Regions from separate parts of the Gossypium hirsutum genome. Here region 2 is linked to region 1. The links are chromatin contacts, called in public Hi-C maps. All regions are on one chromosome and are shown on one strand. Each heading gives the region's core, a stretch centred on a gene start, on an enhancer-like site or on the middle of the called end of the contact. The rest is flanking DNA. Distances are from core to core; before and after follow the strand shown. Region 1 holds the start of LOC107901111 (zinc finger CCCH domain-containing protein 64). Region 2 holds the start of LOC107901104 (DNA repair protein recA homolog 3, mitochondrial).

Region 1 (6,960 bases), core at 1,644-4,143:
AGTAATCTCTTAGAATTTAGGTCACAGAACTCTAAAAGAAAAAAATTTAAGAAGAAGAAAGGAAAAAAAGCACCATCCCACCTCTCTGTCACTAAAATCTTTACCTTCAGAGGTTATTGCATGGTGTGGTCAATTTGTTCTCCAATGATGAAAAGGTGAATCCCTTTTCCTAGAGTTGGGTATTGGATCTTGGATGATGATGATGATCTGTGGTGGATACCATACAATTCAATGGCCAGGCCAGTTTGTTTTGAAGTGAGGTCGTTGGAACCAAATAGAAAATAGAACCATGTAAGTCTTGGATGCTCTGAGCACGGCAGCCGTACTCGATCAATGGCATTTTCGATCTAGCAGAGGCTTTGAAGCTGCTGAATGGCAGATTACATTGTTTTATAGCTGTTTCTTGTCATATTGTTAATCCATTTGTTCTTTAGTGAGCATTGCCGAGTCATGTTCCATATTTAATTCTACTGTTGTACAGAATCCTGATGAACTATCCCAAGGTTCAATATAGATATGGAAGAGCCGGTAGCGTCCAATTTACAAGATTTTGGAAACAAGAACAGGATATTCAAATCCTTGCTGTGTGCCTGTACTGAAGCCAAAACAGCTGACTTGGATCACTTATCTTTCAAGCAAGTTTAATAAGACAAAAAATCTCTTAAAAATTTGATTACACTGTCACCAGTAAGTAGCAGGAACTATATATTGCTGCTGTTTCAGTCAATACCCTTAAGTTAATGGCCCTTGGGCTTGGATTCAACATGAAAAATCTGGTTCTGATACTTTGAAAGTTATATGTGATAGACACAATATCTCTGACTAGCGCCTATCATTTTTGGCGTCATACAAAGTTACAAACAAACAAAGCTAGTCAGGTTCGCAGGAACAATGTTAGGATCTGACCCGGCAAATCATAGCTCACGCAAAGGATTTGTCCTAAACTTGATTGACAACCCCATCCTCTCCATTTTCCAACAAATAAATATAAATCCCCCCCCCCCCAAAAAAAAGACTGGTACTTGCCAAAAAAGACGGTCTGGAGAATAAAATTAATATGGTGCTTACTATAATGCTAGTTTTCTAACAAGATTGTTCCATAACTCAAAATGCATAACTTTTTAGTATTATATGCATAATTGCAGAATAAGTGTCATTTTCCCTGTTGGGAATAATGATGGATGAAGTTGAACCCTTAAGATCTTCACATATAGCAGAAAAAAATGGGTGCTTTTGAGATATTCAAATAACATCATTTCAAAAGAGTTTATAATGTGATTCGCAACAGATGGGATAGGACAAAAGGAAATAAAATGAAATGTCATAAAACAACTCGAAGAAGACTTGGGTGTTGACAATGTTGAACTTATTGGGAAGTAGTTTGAGATATTTGAACATGAGCAGCTAGCTCATTCAAGGGAGAGCTGTCACAAACATGCTTTGAGCTGTTTCGATATGGTAACAAGTGAAACAAAAGGTTAGGCATGTCTGATGATGATGATGTGAAGCATATGATGCAAAAAAGGTGGAAGACAGTAATGCCAAAGCTTGCAAAGAGCTGGCCAAATGGTGAAATTAGTTAGCTCCCTGATTTGATCTTTTGAATTGAAAATTCTCCAAAACACCTGCTTTCCTTCAACTGTGTCTGCATTCACAGTGCAGTGCGGGAGAATCAGATGAGAAACTATATAGTCATAATGATCACATGATGAATTATTGTTAACCCTACAATTATGCCAAATTACACAGTCCTAACCCTTGCCATACAACAATTACAGTTGATACCATGAAAGTGAACAATACATCAGACACTGTATAATGAAGAAAACCCTCTACATATGATAGCCTTCCACGTCAACATCTAGAATGAAATACTGCAGCCTCGCAATCTGAATGTGAATACTGCTCTGAAAGATTGTTTTAATTCGTGAAGCATTAGGATATATTTGTTTGGAACTTTGGATTACATCCGGTGAGATGGAAGTAGAAAATCACCATCAAATTGAACTGGATTAAATAATTGTATATATAATAAAAACAAAAGATTAAACTCATATTTATATTAAATAATAAATTTAAATTAATGTTAAATCATAGTTAAATAATATTAAGTGTTTAAATAATAGAAACATTAGTTTAAAATATATATTCATATTAACTAATAAAATATACATAATCTTTTTTATAAAAATAAATCTTATATAATAATATCTATCTTTACTTTCTATAATTATTAAATTTATATTTATATTACATATAATATATTTAAATTTGACAAAGCCAACTTTCAAAACAAAAAATTGTATAAATTAGGATGAATAAAAAACAAAATTGAACCAAAAACAAATCAAGGGCTACTAGTGTAACTTTTCATCTTTCTGTTAAAATTAATCGTTAGTTTTAGTGAGATGGGCAGCAACGACATTAAAATTATATATTTGGATTTAAATACAACGAAATATTGTAAAATTATAACAATATATATTAATTTTTTTAATATAATTGTACTTATAACTTATTTTAAATTTTAATAAATTATAAATAATATATTTATTAAACGGGTTTACTTAATTAGCACATGTAAATGAAAATTGATTAAAACATTTTTAAATCAAGACTAAAAATTGTGTTGATAATAACGTAATTAGCTTATTATAAAAATTATTATTTTAAAATTTATATAAAGTATTTTGCATTCGAAAATACGAAGTTATTGAAGCAGAAAGTAAAATGGAGAAAGAGAGAAAAATGTAAGATTAAAGTGAGGGTGCAGTCCTCTCAGACCATCAATTTTAGTTTAATTATAACAACACTATTAACTCTCGAGTATATTTGAGCCCAGCAAATATGGGCCGGACGGCTGGGACCATTTGAGACTTTCCGCATAAGCCCAAGTTCCCGGGCTTCAATCTTTCATTTCAGAGAACGCGGCTTCCGGCGTTCACCCCACATCGGTCTCTCTCTTCCTCTCTCATGGCTTCTCCCAGAATTCTACTATGCGGGGACGTTTTAGGCCGTCTCAACCAGCTCTTCAAGCGAGTCAACTCTGTTAGTTTCTTTCATTTCATTTATTTTTTAGATTTCTCCATGTTTCTGTTACGGTTTGCTTTTTTTTTTTTGAACTGCGGGGAGCTAAAAAACGATTATATTTTTTCAGGTAAACAAATCAGCGGGTCCTTTCGATGCTCTTTTTTGCGTGGGTCAGTTCTTCCCCGATGAACCAGATCGGCTTGATGAATTAATGGACTACGTTGAAGGCAGGGCCCAAGTTCCTCTCCCGACTTACTTCATTGGCGATTACGGAGTTGGTGCACCCAAGGTTTTGTCGGCTGTTTCGAGGAACTCCGCTAACCAAGGTTTCAAAATGGACGGTTTCAAGGTTTGCGACAATTTGTTTTGGTTAAAAGGCAGCGGGATGTTCACTTTCCATGGTAATTTTTTTTTAAACTTCTTTTAAATAGTCTCTGTTTGGTTACTGAGAAAGTATACGTAATTAGGCTAGAAAGTGCATGTGAAAATTTTCTATCATATCTGATTTTTTGTGCTTATATTTAGGTTTGTCTGTGGCTTACTTATCCGGTAGGCAGTTGTCTAATGGTCAACAGTTTGGAACATATAGTCAAATTGACATTGACACGCTACGAGCATTCGCTGAGGAACCTGGAATAGTTGATTTCTTTTTAAGATATCCTTTGCTTTGATAGGCATCGAGACTTTAATTTTAAATTTGATTCGCTTTTAGGTTGTTTATTTTGAATTCCTTAATTAGTTTTTACTAATGAATGGCCAAGTGGTATCACAAATAGAGCCACTGCATCAGATATCCCTGCAGGAATCTCAGATTCTTCTGGCAGTGATTCCACTGTCTCCCAACTAGTTGCAGAGATCAAACCACGGTACGTGATGTTTGAAGGTTTTGCATTACTTGGTGCATCCAATTCTCAAATATACAGTTTTTATGCTTCTTGTCAGATATATGATGCTGTTTCCATGACCATGAATGTTTATTTTATGGTTCTTGTTCAAATTAGTATTTAATGATGACTCTTATCTCACAACGACTTCAAGTTGAAATGGCTAATGACAGAACCCAACTCGATGTTAATAGAAAAATTATCGAGTCAGGTACATTAATCCTTATATTGTTCATGGTCTAAGGCCATACACTTAGTGAAATGTTAGAAATGAAAGATACATTTGTTACTTTGAACTATATTCTGCTTTTTTGACATCTCTGGCTTGTTGTGTGTCCAAGACTCAGTGTTCTACTATCAAATGAAAGCTTATCTTAGACTTTTAGACATCTTGATATTGTAAAAGGCTCAAGCTTTTAGTGAGAACCATATCTCCTCTCATTTGAAATATCTCTAGTCCAATCTTACCATCCCCTTTCAGAACAACAATTTAATGGTCAGATGCTGTTTGTTGTATGTATTTAACCACCTCAAGTACTGCCTTGTAATGTTAGGAGTTGAATTTCATTTTCATGAAATATCTGAAACTATAGAATATGCAATAATGGTTCAGTCTGAAGTGCAAAGAAATGTTTTCACTGGAAGGAAAGATTTTAGGGAGAATTTGATATTCACTAGCATTTTCTATTGGCTGGAAAAATCGACAGTGATGTGCCAATCCGCTTAGACATCTCAATGTGGCCATTTTCAGAGCAGTTTTTCTCGTGAAAGACTGATACCTTAGAAGCGATAATGACTTTACAACCCTATCGGAATTATGCTTCTTTATTTTATTTGCTGTTAGTTAAGTTGTTTCTTTTCTTTCGCTAATGGTTGTTCTCCCTGTTAGCTATCACATTGCAGGTACTAAGGGTGCATATTATGCTCGTGAACCTTATTGTAATGTTGATGCTGTACATGTAACTCGGTTCTTGGGTCTTGCATCTGTTGGGAATAAAGAGAAACAGGTGTGACTTTCTTATATACTGAGTATTTGTTGTATTCGGTGAGGTTTTTACATATAAATTTCTATTAATGAAGCATTAACCTGCATTGTGATGGTACGATATTGATATCTAAATTGAGGAACATTTAAATTGCTACTATGCTTTCACTGGACCTCCAAATAAAAGGTGGTTGTTTCTTTCCTACTTGAATTTTTCCTGTGCTCTGCCGTGCTCTTCCCTCCTGTTTAAAGAGTTCAGACATTTCTGCACGCTAGAGGAGAGAGAAGTAGGGAAAGAAGACCAGCATCATTTTTTTTTGTCTTGAAGAATTTCTGCATAATCAAACTATTCTTTCTATATTATGATTTGGGTTAATATAATATCTTATCTTGCGAGGATTATCTGAAGTATTTATTGTTTCAAGCACTACAAACAGCTAGATTTAGCTGTTAAAGGCATTTTGTGATTGTTGTTTCCTGCATCTGCTCCTCAGAAATTTCTTCACGCGCTTTCTCCAACTCCATCATCTACCATGGCAGCTGCTGAGATCAGTGCAAAGCCACCAAATACTACCTTATCACCGTATACATTAGTTGACCAAGTGGATCGTCCTAAAGAAACCACAAAGAGAGCTAGTGATATTGGACTTGATTCACAATACTGGAGATATGATGTGTCTAGCAAACGACAAAAGCATGGGAATGGTGATACTAATAAGGTGTGTTTTAAATTTATATCCTCTGGAACTTGTCCACGTGGAGAAAAGTGCAACTTCCCACATGATGCTGATGCAAGGGAACAATTTTTGAGAGGTGTTTGTCTTGACTTTATTATCAAAGGAAAGTGTGAAAAAGGCCCTGATTGCAACTTTAAGCACAGTTTACAGGATGATGGTGAGAATCATTCTCGTAAAAGACCAGGATCTAGCAATGCTAATGCTAACAGGTTGGTTTTTTATTGCCTTTATCATTTTCCCCCTATTTTAACTTGCAACTAGACCACTGCGCGTTATTGTTAATTTAGTAACATTTTTAGCAGAAAAATCTATTAGCCAACACAATAAAACTGCAGATTGCAGATTGTGTGCCCTTTAATCCTTATTGTAAAATATATAAACCACTATAGTTATTATATATTTTGTGACTGAATACAGATCAAAAGAGTGCTGGTTTTGTTTGTCAAGCCCAAATGTGGAGTCACATCTGGTAACAAGTATAGGAGAGAATTTCTACTGTGCGCTAGCGAAAGGCCCACTTGTCCAAGATCATGTACTGATAATTCCAGTTGAGCATATGCCAAATACTCTTTCTCTACCAGCAGATAGTGAAATTGAACTTGGCAAATTCCAGAACAGTCTGAAGGTGTATTATAAAAACCAGGGTAAAGAAGCAGTGTTCTTTGAATGGATATCAATACGTGGCACCCATGCCAACCTTCAGGTAAAAGAGATTTCTCTTATGAATATCATGGAGGTAGACTTTACAATGCCAAAGAAGTGGCGAATTGCTCAGTGCAGCTTTACCTGATTATGAAGTCTCTAATCTTAAGTATATATTATATCGTGGAACATGGCAAACACTTGCAGATAAAGTATTGTTGCCACTCCCAAACTAAATAAGCAATTGCCTTAATCATTTTTAGTTATTCAAGAGTAAATTTATAAGTTACACATAAAACATAAGGTTGCATGGTTTCTCTCCATAATTGTTTCGTTGATGTTGAGTTTTCTTTATAGTTAAGTATATATTTTGACATCTAATTGTATATTCTGTTCCTTTTGCGTAGGCTGTACCTGTTCCATCATCCAAAGCAGCTATTCTTAAAGACATTTTTACTTTGGCAGCTGAAAAGTTGGGTTTTGAATTTGTTACAAAAAAATGTAAGTTTATCACATTTGAGTGAGTGGTTCATATGCACGTTGATAATGTTGCATTCAAAATTTCCATATGTATGGCTTTTGTAATGCATGAATGTGTTGTCTGTCTCGAAGGGATACTGAATATAGCTTCTGTTCTAATCCTCCTCAAATTCATCCCCCCCAACCCCTTTATGTTCCTCTG
Region 2 (6,960 bases), core at 2,350-4,849, 170 kb before region 1:
AAAAAATAGTATAATTGTTTAAGTCTAAACATTAATTCCATTTTACTTACTAATTCTATTATTGAGCTTGACATGACGAATGGCGTCAACTAAATTATAGAGATATAGTAATTATTATAAAACAATAAATATTGGCACCATAATTTAGATTTATCCTAAATTACAACGCTATAACTTAAACCTAATTATTATTTTTATTTACACTAACTAAAATTTTCTTTACTTACTAAATCTATCATTAATCTTAATGACATGAATAACCGTCAACTAAATTTTAAAAATAGAGTAATTTTATAAAATAATAAATAATTACGTCATAAACTAGACCTATCTTAAATTATCGCGTCATTACTTTCTTTTATACCTACTGAGTTTTTATTAAATTTAGCATAAGAATGATGTCAACTCAATTGAAGAAATTATTAACGGATTTTGTTAATGGAACTCAAAACAAGTAAAAAAATTTAATTGAAATTGAATAAATATATTAAAAAATGAGTTAAAGGTTAATTTTCAAGTATAAAATAAAAAAATATTAATAGAAATACGATATTTTGAAAAAATATTTAATCAATAAAATTTTAAAATCTCCCTTTATGGATATGAAATGAACTTTTGGGTAACCATGATAAGGCTGGGATTTACTTGCCATTTTAAACAAAATCAAAAGCGGTGCGAGCCCTATTTACAGCCATCAAGGAAACGAAAAAAAAACAAGTGAAAAATAAAAAGTGCTTTGCTTACGCGATAAAAACTAGTGTCGGGGATTTTAGGTTTTCGTAAGGTAAAGGGTGAGGATTGTTAAGCGACACGCCTCTGTCACTCAAACCCTATTCTTTTTCCCAATTTCTCGAATCTAGGGTTTTAGATTCTCCTTTTCCTCTCCAAATCAACCTTATTTCATTTTTTTTCTTCTCTTAGAAATAATATCGTCAATGAGCAACGAAGGAGTTAACTTCAACATGTCCGGTCTTGGCGATGGTATTGATATTTTTCTCTTCTTTATCTACAATACTATCGCTTCACTCTTATCGCTTCTCTCAGTTTCTATTTTTGGTTGCAGCTCTTAACGCCGAAGCACGAGCTGGTCTCGTTAACGCTCTCAAGGTGGGTGACACCCATAATTGTTTTTGGTTTTGGTGACACCCATAATTGTTTTTGGTTTTCTTTTTGTTATTTTTGTTATTTTTTTTTGTTTTTTGATATTTTGGTTTGCAGAATAAACTTCAAAGTCTTGCTGGGGATCACTCCGATGTGCTGGAGAGTCTATCACCGATTGTCAGGAAGCGTGTCGAGGTTCTTAGGGAGATCCAGGCATGTTCTTTTTCCCTAAGCTTTTTCGATACTCTGTTAAGTTTTATTCTGATATCACTGATGGTTTAGTTGTTTTTGTAGCCGGGTCTACTCTATTATGGTCAAGAAACTGGAGTATATTGGATGTATGGGGTTGTTAATGTGTTGAATTTCTAAGATCATCTATGCACATTTTCATTGGATTTACTTTTGGTAGGGTAGAAAGTTCATTTTTCTTGCTCTGCAGCTACTTTCCGTTCCCATCTAGTTTGATTTAGATTGTTGTAATCTAACTTTTATTTATTTTAGCTGCAAAGTGGTTGGAAGGGGAATGCCATTTTTGATTCCTATTTTTTTAACAGAGCCAACATGATGAATTGGAGGCTAAGTTTTTTGAGGAGAGGGCAGCACTTGAAGCTAAATATCAAAAACTATATCAACCCTTGTATGCTAAGGTTTGCATTTTCAATTTTGCTTTAGTTATTGGCTAATCAGTTACTGTCGCCATTCAGCTGACTTATTACCTTATTTTTGTAGCGATATGATATTGTGAATGGCCTTGCTGATGCTGAAGGAACAGCAAATGAAGCTGCCAAGGACCAAGGAGAGGAAAAGGATGCTGAAGGTATGATCTTATTGAGTCATTTCTTTTCCCATATGCACCTTTCTTTCTGTGGACGATGTTTATAAAATTATGCTTTATGCAGAGAAAGGGGTGCCTGATTTTTGGCTTACTGCAATGAAAAATAATGAAGTGCTCTCTGATGAGGTGAGTATCCAATTACTATTATTTTTATAACTCTTTTTGTTTTTTTGGTTGGAAATGGTTAAGCTTATCTCTACATCCTTTGTGTTTGGAACCAGATCACTGAGCGTGATGAAGGAGCTCTCAAGTATCTCAAGGATATTAAGTGGTACAGGGTAGAGGAACCCAAAGGATTCAAGCTTGAGTTTTACTTTGACACCAATCCTTATTTCAAGAATACTGTGCTGACAAAGACATATCTCATGATTGATGAAGATGAACCTATTCTTGAGAAAGCAATTGGGTAAATACTATTACCTATCCTTTTAGAGAATTCCCTATTGGATTGTTAAATATGTCCAGATTACTGGAGGTTCTTACTTCTTTTAACTAAAACTTCTTTGCACCTAATATGTAGGACTGAAATTGAATGGTATCCTGGAAAATGCTTAACGCAAAAGCTTCTTAAAAAGAAGCCTAAGAAGGGTTCAAAGAATGCCAAGCCAATCACTAAAACAGAGGAGTGTGAAAGTTTCTTCAACTTCTTCAATCCTCCTCAAGTTCCTGAGGATGATGAAGACATTGATGAAGATACTGTAAGCCCAACCTCACCAGATCTATATAAACATGGATGATTGATTACATTTCTTCTGCTATTCCAATTGTTTTTACTTTCTTGCACAGGCTGAGGAGCTACAAAATCAAATGGAACAAGATTATGACATCGGGTGTGTTCTCTTTTCTTCTTACTCTAGTCATTGAGTGAGACGTCATTAATCATTGTTACATGTATTTGAAATACCTACTTATTTTATGCTATCTGTTTCTTTTTGCAGATCAACAATTCGAGACAAGATTATTCCACATGCTGTGTCATGGTTTACAGGAGAAGCTATCCAGGGAGATGAGCTTGATATAGATGACGATGAAGAAGATGACGATGATGATGATGAGGAGGAGGAAGAGGATGATGAGGAAGAGGATGAGGATGAGGATGCTGATGATGAGGATGCTGACGAAGGAAGTAAGACCAAAAAGAAGGTATGAGATGCTAATTTTAGGGTGTGTTATAATGTGTGCTCAATTGTTTGTTCAAAATCTGAAGTGATGCTAATATTTCTTTTGTTTCTTGCATATTGCTTGAAAATGTGCTGCAGTCTGCTCATAAGGTACACCAATTCCATATCATTTAGGTCTCTCTTTTGGCCCTTCTATTGAAAATTTATTCTTAATTATGTTCGTTGTGTATTGCAGAAGAGTGGTAAAGCAGTAGGGGATGGGCAGCAAGGTGAGAGGCCTCCGGAATGCAAGCAGCAGTAGAAATTAATTGCTGCCGTTGAGTGTGGTTTATAAGATTTTGATTGGAAGAAGCGGGAGAAAGGGAGGGTTTGCAGTTTTGGTGGTTATTTATTTCTACAGTTTTATGTTATTGCTATGAGTATGATTGGTTTCTACAGTCGTTTTATCCTTTTTGGTCTGTTGGATTGGTAGGATGGTCTGGTAATGGTACTCTAAGATGTTTTGGGATTTTGTTTTAATGTTTAATGTTTCCAGAAACTCTTTTAAGAGTTCTTGTGATAGCTTGTTATCAATTATTTAATGGCCAGTCTGATTAAAGTTATTTTTTATATACCTTTTATATACCAAGTTCTGTTGCGCACGGCTTGTGGTTGGACGGCAGCAATTATGGTCAAATGGTATTTCCATGGATCTTTAATTTTATTTCTAATGTTCTTGCAACTTCAAAAAATTATGGATGCAAAAATAATACAAAATAAAACATCTGTCGCAGCCCTTTCTACGATTACTGTAGATTTTGTTTGAAAAAATTAGATTTATTTCACTGTTTTAAGTATTATGCCTTAGTTCATATTTATATGTCATTATTTTTGTTATTTTTAAAAAATCCAGCTCAACTTCATAGAAAAAAATCTCATTAATTAACCATTTTTTAACGATATTAATGATAAAATGATTAAAATATATCAAACGGAATATAATACAACAAAATATAATATAATATAATAGGAACACCAAATTTGATTAAAATTCCCTGGAGGCCCAGCAGGCTCCCTCGCCCCCGCCCGTGGTGGGTACCCAACCACTGTAGTGCAAATCTCAAAAAGGAGGGAAACTCAAACCCTAACATCCCAGATCCACAGCAGCAGAGCTCAGTGTCTGTCTGTCTGTTTGTCTTTCCATTTCTTTCCTCCCTTTTTAATCCATGGTATTAAGTAACATCTAATCACAACTAGTTTGTTCTTCTTTTCCCACATCTTATACTTCTAAACCACGCTCCTTTCCCTTGCATGCTATGGCCACCTTTCTTCGAAATGTTTCATCTCTTAAACGTTCTCTCTTCGCTCCACAGGTTTTAAAAACCTTATCCGTTTCTTTATTTTCTTCCATAACTTCATATCCTTTGTTTTTCTCATGTTTAATCTGATTGTCTTGCACTATGTTCATTTTTTTATATAAAAAAATGGTAGTTTAGGAACAGTAGAAATATATATATATATGAAGCCGTGAATCAACTTTTCTCTTTTTTCCTTTTTGCAGGTTTGTAGGGGAGGGGTGTTAAGGTCATCTTCTCAGCTGTGTAACTTTTCTTCTAAAGGTAACTGAAATTCCATTGAAAAGCTTCAATTTGAATGTCGGTACTCAAATATTGTTATTTGGGTATCTGGTATTCTATTTCTATGTTTTAAATCACGTTTTGGTTTTTGAGTAGAATTTTAATTCAGGTAATCATCTGAATGTGATTGTAGAAGAGTGCTTTGTCATGGGATTTTTATTAGATTAATAAATGTTTGAATTCTATAATGATTTTTAATTGAAACAAGTCAGCTGTACTGTAAAGCGCAGTGCTTAATGTAGTGTCATCTTTTATCCAACAATAAAAATTATAAATTCATGCCATTTAAAAGATGGAGTTCTTTGGCTATTTTTCTTGAACTGGATTCATTGGAGTTAAAAAGTGAAATCTAATACTCTGTTTTTTTTGAGTAAATGAAATCTGATACTTTTTCTTTGTTTGTGTCCTATTGAAGGTAGAAGGAAATCCGAGTCAGATTCAAGTGATTCGTGCGATGAGAATATGTTCAAGAAAGATTTAGCTCTAAAACTTGCCTTGGATCAGATTACGAGTTCTTTTGGAAAAGGATCTATCATGTGGCTTGGTCGTGCTATGTCTCCTCGAAATGTTCCAGTAGTTTCCACTGGTTCTTTTGCTCTGGACATAGCACTTGGAATCGGTGGCCTTCCAAAGGTACTCTGAAATTCTTGTTTCAGTTCTTTTATCCTTTATGCTGCTAGTCTGCTACTAAGTAATTGCTGCTTGTGATGCTTTTTAGTTCCTTATACATCTCTGTTGGAATTTTACAGGGCCGTGTGATAGAGATATTTGGACCAGAGGCTTCTGGGAAAACAACACTTGCTTTACATGTAATTGCTGAAGCACAAAAGCAAGGAGGTCACTGAATGTATTTTAGCTTAGTACTGTGTGATTTATGATTGATTATGCTCACTCGTTATGAAATCCATTCTATGTAAAGGTGGTTGCTAATTCTAGATTTCTGACATTTGGAAGATTATTATAATAAGGCATCTGAACTATTATAAAGGTTTTGTATGCAGCGTATAATGTTAAATCTATTTATGAGATGATTGCATTTGGAGGGTGCACCAGATTTTGTTGTGGCTATCTTCTATGCTGTTGAGGTTGTTTCTGTTATCTTTCTGTTGAATGCTTACATATGGCTATAATATTCAAATGCAGGTTATTGTGCTTTTGTCGATGCTGAGCATGCTCTTGATCCTGCCCTGGCTGAGACAATTGGGGTGAACACTGAGAATTTGCTCCTTTCGCAACCAGATTGTGGAGAACAAGCTCTCAGTCTTGTGGACACCCTTATACGTAGTGGATCAGTTGATGTTGTAGTTGTTGACAGCGTAAGGTGTTCCTAGATTCATTTCTTTTCCATTATGGAGTTTGGTGTGATAAATACTGCTGATAGTTGGTAGAATGTGCTTCTGCCATGTTTGTGACTTGTGAAATATGCTTTGTTTTCCTTGTCTGCATCTTCCCTTGGACTGCTTAAGTAATTTGGTTGTGCTATGATGCGAATTTGAGGGAGGGCTTTTGAAATTATTGTTTGTGTGCCAAGAATATTGGGTTCTCATCCTTGAAGGATTCAAATTCTATAATTTTATCTGTGTGATACTGCTGTTTATCATATCTATTTACAGTGAGCTCCTAATAATAGCTTAATTTTCTTCTCAGGTAGCTGCCCTTGTGCCTAAAGGCGAGCTTGATGGCGAGATGGGTGATGCTCATATGGCAATGCAGGCTAGACTGATGAGCCAAGCTCTTCGTAAAATATGCCATTCCTTATCATTGTCTCAAACCATATTGATTTTAATAAATCAGGTTTAAGTTTGATTCCCGATTATCTCCTTGATGAGTTTTGATGATGAGCTCCATATTAGCTACATAGTCCTCTAAAGCTTTAGGTGGCCATGCAATTGTTAAAGTTCTTTCTTTGAGTTTGTTTGATTAATGTTGTAGTCTCTGACTCTGTGTACATTGTGAGTTTTGCCCTTCGGTCAACTTTTTGAATTTTGCCCCATTTAAAGGCTTTATTAATAATTCTAACCACTAATTAGTTGGCTGTTTGATTGATGCACTATTTCCTAGCTAAATTGTTACCGCTAATTAAATGTAGCTTGTAATATTTTTTTAGTACATACTAACTATTTAAACATATCAGGTGAGGTCAAAGCTTTCGACATTTGGATTTGGTGGGCCAACCGAAGTTACCTGCGGTGGTAATGCCTTGAAGTTTTATGCTTCAGTGCGTCTAAATATAAGGAGAACAGGGCTTGTCAAGAAAGGAGAAGAGGTATCAAACTCGCACCCTTTC

What was found. Hi-C and Micro-C count contacts between places; a contact is called where the count stands out from the background.
Region 2: a Hi-C map of leaf shows a contact between it and region 1, with 2.4 times the contacts expected there. The contact joins the promoter of LOC107901104 here to the promoter of LOC107901111 in region 1. A contact is called at or near these places in 2 of 34 Hi-C or Micro-C datasets (both in leaf).

What each region holds. Positions count from the first base shown.
Region 1 is chrD06:13,403,595-13,410,554 of Gossypium_hirsutum_v2.1, reverse strand. It overlaps LOC107901111 (zinc finger CCCH domain-containing protein 64), which reads left to right and starts at 2,893. Exons shown (of 10, transcript XM_016826988.2): 1 at 2,893-3,048; 2 at 3,158-3,431; 3 at 3,556-3,685; 4 at 3,777-3,896; 5 at 4,804-4,921; 6 at 5,394-5,845; 7 at 6,054-6,339; 8 at 6,686-6,779. The coding sequence starts at 2,974.
Region 2 is chrD06:13,572,968-13,579,927 of Gossypium_hirsutum_v2.1, reverse strand. It overlaps LOC107901104 (DNA repair protein recA homolog 3, mitochondrial), which reads left to right and starts at 3,599. Exons shown (of 8, transcript XM_041095731.1): 1 at 3,599-3,735; 2 at 4,598-4,655; 3 at 5,089-5,306; 4 at 5,423-5,510; 5 at 5,817-5,989; 6 at 6,321-6,467; 7 at 6,808-6,939. The coding sequence starts at 3,733. It overlaps LOC107901103 (nucleosome assembly protein 1;2), which reads left to right and starts at 642. Exons shown (of 13, transcript XM_016826977.2): 1 at 642-784; 2 at 922-981; 3 at 1,064-1,107; 4 at 1,219-1,314; 5 at 1,656-1,748; 6 at 1,831-1,918; 7 at 2,001-2,062; 8 at 2,158-2,342; 9 at 2,457-2,634; 10 at 2,723-2,766; 11 at 2,875-3,079; 12 at 3,196-3,207; 13 at 3,293-3,666. The coding sequence starts at 936. The coding sequence ends at 3,358.